2 separate regions of the Sus scrofa genome follow, and region 2 is linked to region 1. The links are chromatin contacts, called in public promoter capture Hi-C maps. All regions are on one chromosome and are shown on one strand. The core of a region is the stretch at or near the end of the contact, and the rest is flanking DNA. Distances in the headings are between cores, read along the strand shown. Region 1 holds the start of FZD5 (frizzled-5). Region 2 overlaps PLEKHM3 (pleckstrin homology domain-containing family M member 3).

What was found. Promoter capture Hi-C pulls out the DNA fragments that hold promoters and counts their contacts.
Region 2: a promoter capture Hi-C map of liver shows a contact between it and region 1, with 8 times the contacts expected there. The contact joins the enhancer-like site here to the promoter of FZD5 in region 1. A contact is called at or near these places in 1 of 5 promoter capture datasets (liver) and 10 of 47 Hi-C or Micro-C datasets (adipocytes, embryonic fibroblasts, epiblast stem cells and 3 more).

Annotation. Positions count from the first base shown.
Region 1 is chr15:110,918,315-110,923,426 of Sscrofa11.1, reverse strand. It overlaps FZD5 (frizzled-5), which reads left to right and starts at 2,565. Exons shown (of 2, transcript XR_002339431.1): 1 at 2,565-2,701. LOC110257173 (a long non-coding RNA gene) reads right to left here and starts at 1,956. Exons shown (of 3, transcript XR_002339433.1): 1 at 1,578-1,956.
Region 2 is chr15:110,986,751-110,991,862 of Sscrofa11.1, reverse strand. It overlaps PLEKHM3 (pleckstrin homology domain-containing family M member 3), which reads left to right. Exons shown (of 8, transcript XM_021076249.1): 8 at 1-2,740. Among named protein-coding and RNA genes, the nearest start is that of FZD5, 68 kb to the right of the region's middle. Within about 2 kb of position 3,187, at least 13 of the 83 cell types and tissues checked have an H3K27ac peak or open chromatin away from gene starts, as enhancers often do. A contact at or near this core is called in fetal liver and liver, where this site is marked.

The DNA of each region.
Region 1 (5,112 bases), core at 1,316-3,815:
AGATGTCCAAGCAAAAATAACACTTCCCTGTTGATTATAAAGAGAGAGGTTTTTCAGACGAGGAGATAACATCCTTTGAGTCAGAACCAAGTGAAATAACACAAGTATTCTGGCTAAATGCCAGCATGAGTGATTAACATTCTCCAACTTCAAATAATTTTTATTATTAGCCAACACTTGTCCATCCCCAATAATACACACGTTGCATAAAGACCACAGAATGAGGCAGCCTCTCTTGGCATGTTCACAATCTGTGCATACTTTCCACTGAGGGTTTCCCTTTCTTTTTGATTGCTATTCCATAGCTTTTCAACTCCCACTACTTTCAACTCTGGGTTGTTTGCTGACACTAAGTGCCAAGTAGTTCCAAAAAACAAACAAACAAACAAAAATATGGGAGCACCTGTAGAATTTCAGGAAATGAAAGAGGTAAGGTACATTCTAAACATGTTTATTAAGAGTTTTGTTGTTTGTGAAGCAACTGATATTTCTTTCTTTTAACTCTGAGGCTGGGATTGATACACATATTCTGCATTATTTTTCACAAAGCAGGAGAGAGGGGACCATTCTGAAACAGTCTCTCAGTCTGTGTAGATGGGACCAGGACACAAGAACGACAATCGGCGCGGTCTATCTCAACCCTTTTTTAGTCCAGTCCTGAGTCCTTCAAGAACTCAGGCCCTCTGGCCTTTTTTCCGCCTTCTTCCCAGTCGAAGGAAGGGGTGGGGGAGCGGGAAACAATTCAAACTCTCTTTGTAAGCGTGTGAATGAATTTCAAGAATGCTAAACACCTCAGTCTTCCAACCTAATTAGAACATGTAGAAAAGAGGCATTTTTAGGACATTAAAAACTTGCAGCATAATAACCCATCTGAAGAGCGCCACTGTGCGTCCCAGCGGTCGGGGCGCCCAGCAGGTCTTCCCGCGGGCTCTGGCTGTTCTGTGAGCCCCGGATCCCCGGCGGCGCGCTAGTGCGTGGCTAAGCAGCGGGCAGCCCCGGGGGGGCCGGCGCCTAGCCCATCACAGAGCCTGGAGCCAGTGTTGCTTCTCTCTGCGGGCGACTTGGGAACTGCCTGGACTTTTTAACCCGATAAACTGATAAAGGACTAACCTGTCTCGAGTCTTCCTAAGAGAAAGAAAATCACTTTCCTGTCGCAACAGTAAGATTTTGTTACGAAATGCAAAAGTAAAGGTTAAAGCCTGGGAGCTAACCAGTAGCATAATGGCGGGGGTGGGGTGGGGGGAGAGTGGTGGCTGTTAAAACTGTGGATGCAGCAGCCCAAATATCTCGGTTCAAATCCCAGGTTTGCCATTTGAGCGCCTACTCTATGCCAGGCGCTCAGAATACCGAGCTTCCCAAGATTGTCTAGGTTGTGGCTTTCCTGGGGGTTGCTATTATTAGCTTGGTTGCCTTGGTCAAGTTTCTAAACCTCTTGTTTGTTCACCTGTAAGGAGTGCCTGCCTCATAGAATTGTTGTAAGGATCTGAGACACCCTGTATTAAGATATGAACGATTAACACGCTGTCCGACACACAATAGGGGCTCAGGAAGCGTTTGTTCTCTCAACTTAAGCTCACCTGGTATGAGGACAACGCAGAGAGGAGACAGGTGCCACAGTTAAAAGTGATTCTTTGAGCAGTTCTTTTAAACAAGCGCTGGACTCTAAGGATGCTTAGCTGGAGAGAGGAGACCTGGTAGGGGCCCTGGAAGCAAGGGTTCGTAAGCTAGACCATTACAGAAAAGTGGACAAGGCACGGGTGGGCGCCACTAGAGAACTCGGGAGGGACTTCGAGCTAGGGTTTCCCGCCCCGGGTCTCAAGAAGGCGAAATTAGCATTTGCCCCGCCCCCACTGCTTCCCGGCCCGCGATTGGCCCGCACTCCTCAGCGGCCCGCTCGGGGAGGGGGCAGGAGGGCGCCCGAAGAGAGGCCGATCCCGCGGGGCAGTGGGCGGGGACGCGCGGAGAGCGTGGCGGGGCGGCCCACCAACCGAGCTCCAGCTCAAAGGGGCGGGGTCGGGGCGGAGCCTCCTGGCGGGCATTAGAAGCAGGTGACCCGGGCGGGGCGCAAGAGGCCAGTCCAGCCTGCGGCCGCAAGTGCACTACAGCCGTCGTCGCCGCCGCGCGCCGTTGAGTACCCGCCAGAGGTGGGCGAAAGGGTGCTAGAGCGCGGAGGAGGAGCCGAGTCCCGCACGTCCCGGGAGCGCCGCCACCGCCCCCAGGAATCAGCTGGAGCGCGGAGCCCCCTGCAGGGGAGGAGGCGAGCGGCGGGCGGGACGCGGCGGCGGGCGCGCACCATGCAGTCCTGGCGGAGCCAACACCAGCTGCTGGCGGTACTGTGAGGCCGCGGAAGCCCCCGGTCGCCGCACACCGCCTTCCTTTTGCCCAGGTGCTGCCAGGCGCGCTCGCCCTTGGTGGACCCTGGTGGAAGGCACGGCCGACCCCAGCCCTGTCCCGCTCGGATCATGCAGGGGGCCCCGGAGAAGGAGAGGGCGAGTGACCGGTCTGTGGCGACCTCGTTCAGCGGGCGACCGCCTCTCTAAGACACCCCCACCTGCTGCCATGTGCTGCCTCGGGTACCCAGCTTATCGCCAAACTTTCTCGATGCCAGCTCGGTTCAAAGTCGCGTTTCTGAGCTAAGAGCCCCAGGGACGGAGGATTCAGGCTGGCGACTGACTATCTGCTTCTCACGGGATCCTTCGAGGTGAGAGTACGCGCCTTCTCCTCCTCCCAGTTGTTTTCCCTGCCCTTCTGCCCTTTTCCAGAGGGCTGAGCGCTCTGACCTCGGGGTACAGCGTGGAAGGCCGGGCGGAAAGGGAGGCGGGATGAGAGGCGGGGAGTCTGTAGTTTGGTTTCTGGAGGTGGAGGGAAGGGAAGGGAAAGAGGTTAACTTAGAGATCTGGAGACTGCTCGCGAGGACTAAGCCATTGACGCCCCTCTCCTTGGCAGTGGCAGCAATCTTTCTTCTCCCCCACCTTCTTTTTTAAAGAGTACTTTCCCTGGAATCGGAGCCTTAACTGTCCCTCCTCAGCCCTATCCAGCGAAGAGCTGAGCTCTCCCTGCGGAGGCAGCGCCCTCCCGGAACAGTTTATCTTTGGACGGATTTCTTTAAAAGAAAGAGAAACCAACAGGTTGCCAGCCCCGGCGCCACACAAGTCTGCAGAGAGGGAAGCACGGTCCTGGTTTCCCCTGCCTGAGCTGGCCCCGCTTGGGCTGCGGGAGGAGAGGGGAGGGAGGGGGCTATGGCTCGGCCTGACCCGTCCGCGCCGCCTTCGCTGCTGCTGCTGCTCTTGGCGCAGCTGGCGGGCCGGGCGACGGCCGCTTCCAAGGCGCCGGTGTGCCAGGAAATCACAGTGCCTATGTGCCGCGGCATCGGCTACAACCTGACGCACATGCCCAACCAGTTCAACCACGACACGCAGGACGAGGCGGGCCTCGAGGTGCACCAGTTCTGGCCGTTGGTGGAGATCCACTGCTCGCCGGACCTGCGCTTCTTCCTGTGCTCCATGTACACGCCCATCTGCCTGCCCGACTACCACAAGCCGCTGCCGCCGTGCCGCTCGGTGTGCGAGCGCGCCAAGGCCGGCTGCTCGCCGCTCATGCGCCAGTACGGCTTTGCCTGGCCGGAACGCATGAGCTGCGACCGCCTCCCGGTGCTGGGCCGCGACGCCGAGGTCCTGTGCATGGATTACAACCGCAGCGAGGCCACCACGGCGCCCCCCAGGCCCTTCCCGGCCAAGCCCACCCTCTCAGGCCCTCCGGGGGCGCCGGCCTCAGGGAGCGACTGCGTCGCCGGGGGCCCGTCGGTGTGCAAGTGCCGCGAGCCCTTCGTGCCCATTCTGAAGGAGTCGCACCCCCTTTACAACAAAGTGCGGACGGGCCAGGTACCCAACTGCGCGGTACCCTGCTACCAGCCGTCCTTTAGCCCGGACGAGCGCACGTTCGCCACCTTCTGGATCGGCCTGTGGTCTGTGCTGTGCTTCATCTCCACTTCCACCACGGTGGCCACCTTCTTAATAGACATGGAACGCTTCCGCTACCCTGAGCGCCCCATCATCTTTCTGTCAGCCTGCTACCTGTGCGTGTCGCTGGGCTTCCTGGTGCGCCTAGTCGTGGGCCATGCCAGCGTCGCCTGCAGCCGTGAGCACAGCCACATCCACTACGAGACAACGGGCCCTGCGCTGTGCACTGTCGTCTTCCTGCTAGTCTACTTCTTCGGCATGGCCAGCTCCATCTGGTGGGTCATCCTGTCGCTCACCTGGTTCTTGGCAGCTGGCATGAAGTGGGGCAATGAGGCCATCGCGGGCTATGCACAGTACTTCCACCTGGCTGCTTGGCTCATCCCCAGTGTCAAGTCCATCACTGCGCTGGCCCTGAGCTCGGTGGATGGGGACCCGGTGGCCGGTATCTGCTACGTGGGGAACCAGAACCTGAACTCGCTGCGTGGCTTCGTGCTGGGCCCGCTGGTGCTCTACCTGCTGGTGGGCACGCTCTTCCTCCTGGCAGGCTTCGTGTCGCTCTTCCGCATCCGCAGCGTCATCAAGCAGGGCGGCACCAAGACGGACAAGCTGGAAAAGCTCATGATCCGCATCGGCATCTTCACGCTGCTCTACACGGTGCCTGCCAGCATCGTGGTGGCCTGCTACCTGTACGAACAGCACTATCGCGAGAGTTGGGAGGCTGCGCTCACCTGCGCGTGCCCAGGCCCCGACGCCGGGCAGCCACGTGCCAAGCCTGAGTACTGGGTGCTCATGCTCAAATACTTCATGTGCCTGGTGGTGGGCATCACGTCAGGCGTCTGGATTTGGTCTGGCAAGACTGTGGAGTCGTGGCGGCGCTTCACCAGCCGCTGCTGCTGCCGCCCGCGGCGGGGCCACAAGAGCGGCGGGGCCACGGCCACCGGGGACTACGCCGAGGCCAGCGCAGCGCTCACAGGCAGGACCGGGCCACCCGGCCCTGCCGCCGCCACCTATCACAAGCAGGTGTCCCTGTCTCACGTGTAGGAGGAGGCTGAGGGACCGGGACCGAGATCGAGGCCGGCCGGGAGCCGAGGGAGGGAGGTTGTTTTGTTTGGTAGCTTTGCCAAGGTCACTTCCATTTACCTTCCTGGTGCTG
Region 2 (5,112 bases), core at 1,938-4,437, 68 kb before region 1:
GTGCTTTCCAGCCAACTTCCCCCAAGGGACTGTGCCGTGATTTCCTGCAGGCCACAGTGAGGGCTGAGCTCTTTCCATGGCTCTAGATGCTGTAGGCAGCCCTCTCTAAGCTGCAGTGGAATCCCCCTGCAAGGGGTCTAGCCTGTTTTTGTCTCAGCATTTGTACACACTACACATTGACACTGAATCATTTCTTCCCAGGCCTTCTCAGAAAGGCTTGGCTTCCAAACCTGTGGCTTTGTTCTCTACCCATTGGCCAGAAAAGGCCATACGTAAATTATTCTATCAGGGTAGGAATCGCGTGATGTTGCACTGGACACTTTCTGGAAAGAGATCTGATGAAGCCGAGATACACTCTGCTCCTGATTTAGGGTTAAGCCAATGCTGCTGTTCCTGTGTTTGGGCAGAATTCTTCACCTCCACTGATCGGCCGCACTTTATTGAAATAACTGCGTTGTGAAGTAAATCTTCACCTCCTGATTTAATACTGCTTGGAGTCAACACAAAGGTGATTTTATTTTTTTACTTCTCCCAGGAAAGAGAGCTGCATGCAATTTCCCCCCCTTCTTTCATTGTGTTTTGTTTTGTTTTGGCCCCTGGGCCAGGGATGGAACCTGAGCCACAGCAATAACCTGAGCCACAGCATGGACGACGCCAAGTCCTTAACCACTAGGCCACCAGGGAACTCCTCCCCTGATGTCTTGAGTTTTCTGTCCCACTACTTTTTTTCCCTCCAAGATAATGCAAAAGAGAATTGGAGGCAAAACTGAAGGAAGTGAACACACTCTCCTTGGCATGAATTGAGTCATTGGAAGCGCCGTTTTCCTTTCCTTGGTCCTTGCTAAGAACCAGGCATTAACAGCACAGCTCCGGGTGTTGTGTACCCCGTACCGTCAGTCCAGTAGAACCAACTGCCCTACCTAAGTACCTGGACCCAGTGATGGGTGAGCAAGCCCTGCTCGGTTTCTTTGAACAGACAAATATGATTTCTGTCATGTGGGACAGTGTTTTGACAGTGAAGTCCAGTACCTCAAGTCATTGTCACCGACTTTAGATAAAGTCCAAAAAAGTACGGAACACCCTCCTAGGCATACCCACGGTTGTCAGGGGTTTTATTTTAAACGGGTTCCAAGCAACCATGTGACAGGGCACTTGCCTCCTACAGAGGCCTCCAAAGTGATGGAAGGTGCCATTACCCTCAAGGGAAGAGACAGTTGCTCTTTTGCTTTGTTTGGTTCCTCCCTGTGGAAAGAGAAGCCATCTTGCTAGAAAGATCTGGAGTCCGTTGTTACCCAGGTAGAAGACCTGGCTGCCTCAGCAGCTCTTAGCACAGGGAAGAGCCCCTCTTAGGCCCTAGAGCTGCAGACCAGCCTTTCTCCCCATCCCCGATTTTCCTTGCCCCAGGCCTGAGCCCTGGACCAGATTCAAGCCTCATGGCTGGTACACTGGCTGGTGGACCACTGGGGCCTGCGGCTCCTTCTCATGTTGGCTGTCGCGTTCGTTTCTTTTCCCCGTAGGAGTGCCTTACAGTACTGCCTAGTGCTTCTAGTCTAGACTATCTGACCCACTTGAAGCTTGCAGGACCCTTCGCCTGAACATGGGTCACTTCGCTTCTTCTGTACTTGCTGCTCTTCATACAGGCATGCTTGGAGCCCGCATATTCCGCACGCATGTCGACCTTCCACCTTCACGCAACCTGGTGCCTTAACCTCATGAGTACAAGGATGCCTGCTGGAAACACGTGGTCAAAGTAGACTACGGTGGGAACGCCGGCTTCCTGGTGCCATTGACGCTTTTACCAGGAAATACAAAAGATACACCCGCATCACGTTTCAACTCGGTCGTATGCTGTTTTCCAGATCACTTTTTTTGTTTGCTTGCTTGCTTTTCATTAACCAAACTCAGGGGAATGTCATGATGTCACCAAGGCCAATGGGTAGAGAAATTTGAACCGGTTATTTAGATTTGAATCTGTAACGTCAGTGACCTTAGCCTGTTGCAGGTTAAAAAGTTACACAAACACAAGGATTTTCTTTTCCTTTACCATATAAAGGGTTTTGGTATTTTATTTTATTTGGCCACCTGATTTCCAAATGGGAAGTGGGAAGCCAGTTGGATGAATTATAATAGAAACATTTCTGTGTGGCATGGGCCGTCCACCAAGCTATTACGTTAGGCTTTCACCACCGGAGACCCCGGTTCTGATTTTAGTCGCCTATCAGGATTTTATTGTGAAGAGTTAGTAGCCTCCCTTAGAAGATTTAAGGGGGAAAAAAAAAATCTGTCTTCTTTAAGGAACAGTAAAAGGAGGGAAAATGCGTAGGTTGCAAATGCAAAGTATTGAATGTGGGGTGTGGAAGGCTTCTGCACGACATGTTCTTCTGCTCCTGGGTCAGATCAGTGTCATTTTCCCTTATTTCTGCTCATGCTGGACAGAACGATCCAAAATGTGGGGTTTGGCTATTACTACGTAACTCTGTGTTGAGCTATTTGTAATAGCTCCTGTGGTAACTTATGTATGTGCTGTTTCTGTCTTCTGGATTTTATTGCCTTTTGTTCTGGCATAACATCCATATTTTTGTTTACATCATTTTTAAAATATCAGTAACTATAATAATATAAAGTGAAGTTGTGTTGTGGACAAGACCCCTCGTTTTTATGGTCATCTGTCATATAATTTAAGTGCACCCGTTCCCCGTGTATAAAGTTATCTTTCTCTCAATAAACAGTGCAGAAAGTACTTTCTTGTCTCATAACCACTTCATTAAAATGCTGTTTTGTGGGGGTGGCGAAAGCCCAAGATGAGCCCTGGAAGTTAATACGAAGGCAAGAGTTGAGCTTTATTGAAAGTGAGCTACTGGGGTTTTTAAATAGCTCTTAGTATTACTCTTACAGAGAGACTCTGGGTTTTTTCTAAAGTCATCAGCCTCAGTATGCTCATCAGCCTTTCCTATGCTTATGAAAAATATAGCGTAACTTTTAAAAAGATGCAGATGCAGTTTTACAGGCTGCATGGGGAAGTCAAGCCATGATTTCTCTCTGGTCTGAAACAAACCAGCCCAAGCCACCCATGGCGTGTCCAGTATAGCTCTTCCCCAAGCCTTCTTGCCCCCGTGTTATCTCACCACCAATCGGAGGGACAAGTGCCAGGCAGTAGGCCCATGCCTAGTAGCCAGAGTACTAGTCATTCCCGAGCCCATGCTTCCAGAGCGAAGACTGAAAATAAAGCAGAGTTGTCTGTGAGAGGACAGCCACCCTCTGGGAGTTGGGAGGTGAATGGAAATTCGGCACTTCTTCCTGGGCAGGCCCTCGCCCCACCACCAAACAGCCCGTGGACGCGGCCATCCACTTGCAACCTTTCAAAAGCACCCTTTAAACTCACTTTCTCAAAGAAGACATTGAAGAGACCAGAAAAGGTGCTTCTGGTTAAACATTGACCAAAGCTGGACTCTGAGCCTCACTCTCTTGGACACACCTAAACAAGTTCAGGGCCAGGTGCCCTCCTCCACCCCCAGGAAACCAAGCGGGGCTCATGTCCATTCTGTCCAAGGAACAACTGGACCTCATCTTCCCAAGAAACCGGCCACAATCCACAATAAAAAGAAACGAGTTAATGTTTCACTGAAGCAAATGAGACACGAGGTAGTCAGAGCCATGATGCATGATTCATGGGACAGGTTAGCTTTCCCTCAGTGCAGGAAAACCTGAGGGGCTGGATGACTGCAGGAAGTTTTCATGTTATCAGACGGAGATTTTCCAGGGGGTGGAAAGAGACACCGTTTTCTCTCTCCTCGCCCTCAGGAGATGGTGATGGAAACGGCGATTTGAATCTCCCTTAACTCTTTCCCCTGCCCAGTCCTTTGATGGCAGCTCAGATGATGACTTTCATCAGGGCTTCACACATTAAAAACCCCAAAACACGGGAGTTCCCGTCGGGGGCGCAGTGGAAACAAATCTGGCTAGGATCCATGAGGATGCAGGTTCGATCCCTGGCCTCGCTCAGTGGGTTAAGGATCTGGCATTGGCATGAGCTGTGTGTGGTGCAGCTCACAGATGCGGCTTGGATCTGGCTGTGGCTGTGGTGTACACCAGCGGCTACAGCTCCGTTTCGACCCCTAGCCTGGGAACCTCCATCGGCAGCAGGTGGGCCTAAAAAGACAAAAGACAAAACAAAAAACACAAGCAAAGTGTCAGGACCTCATCATAGACAACTGAGTCAGTCTCTCTGGATAGGGCCTGAGTATTTACATTTTTTCAAAAAAAGCTCCTTGGGTGATTCCCATGTGTTCTGAAAGTTCAGATCCACTCGATTAAATGAAGCAAGTTGCCCTGAAAGAGACCTCTGCTTGGCATACTGGTGGGGTCCTCCGTGGGAAGGATGTCAAAGGGACGCGGAGGGACTGACAGGTCTCAGTTGCCCTCTAGCTAACAGCTGCCACCTCCCTTCCTTCCTGCAGACACAGAACAGTACTTTGGAACTTGCTGCTAGTGGATTGCCATTGTTTTCATACGACCTCACCTTTACACCCTCTTTATTTTCTTACGGGTGTGGCTATCATCTATTTATCCAACATATACCATCGCCAGACAGCCTGGTGAAGAAAAGTGGCCAAGCCACGCACACAGGTGACTGAGCTGGCCTACAAAGGGAGCCTTGCACCCTCCCTTTCATTCTTTCTTCCTCCTGATCTTGCTGCAGTTGTCCTCAAAGGCACACATGTGACAGTCTTCTCCCGGTTGAGGCTCCTCCAACCAACGTGAACCTCATCACTCTGGATAGTGGTGTTCATTTTTTTATTTTTAATTTTTTTGTCTTTGCTAGGGCCACACCTGCGGCACATGGAAGTTCCCAGGCTAGGAGTCTAATTGGAGCTGTAGCCACCGGCCTATACCAGAGCCGCAGCAACACAGGATCCAAGCCGCATCTGCAACCCACACCACAGCTTACGGCAATGCCGGATCCCTAACCCACTGAGCACGGCCAGGGATCGAACCCGAAACCTCATGGTTCTTAGTCGGATTCGTTAACCACTGAGCCACGACAGGAATGCCTGGATAGTGGTGTTTAATGTGGAAAATCACTAGGTGCTTCTTTCCCAGAAAGGCCTGGGA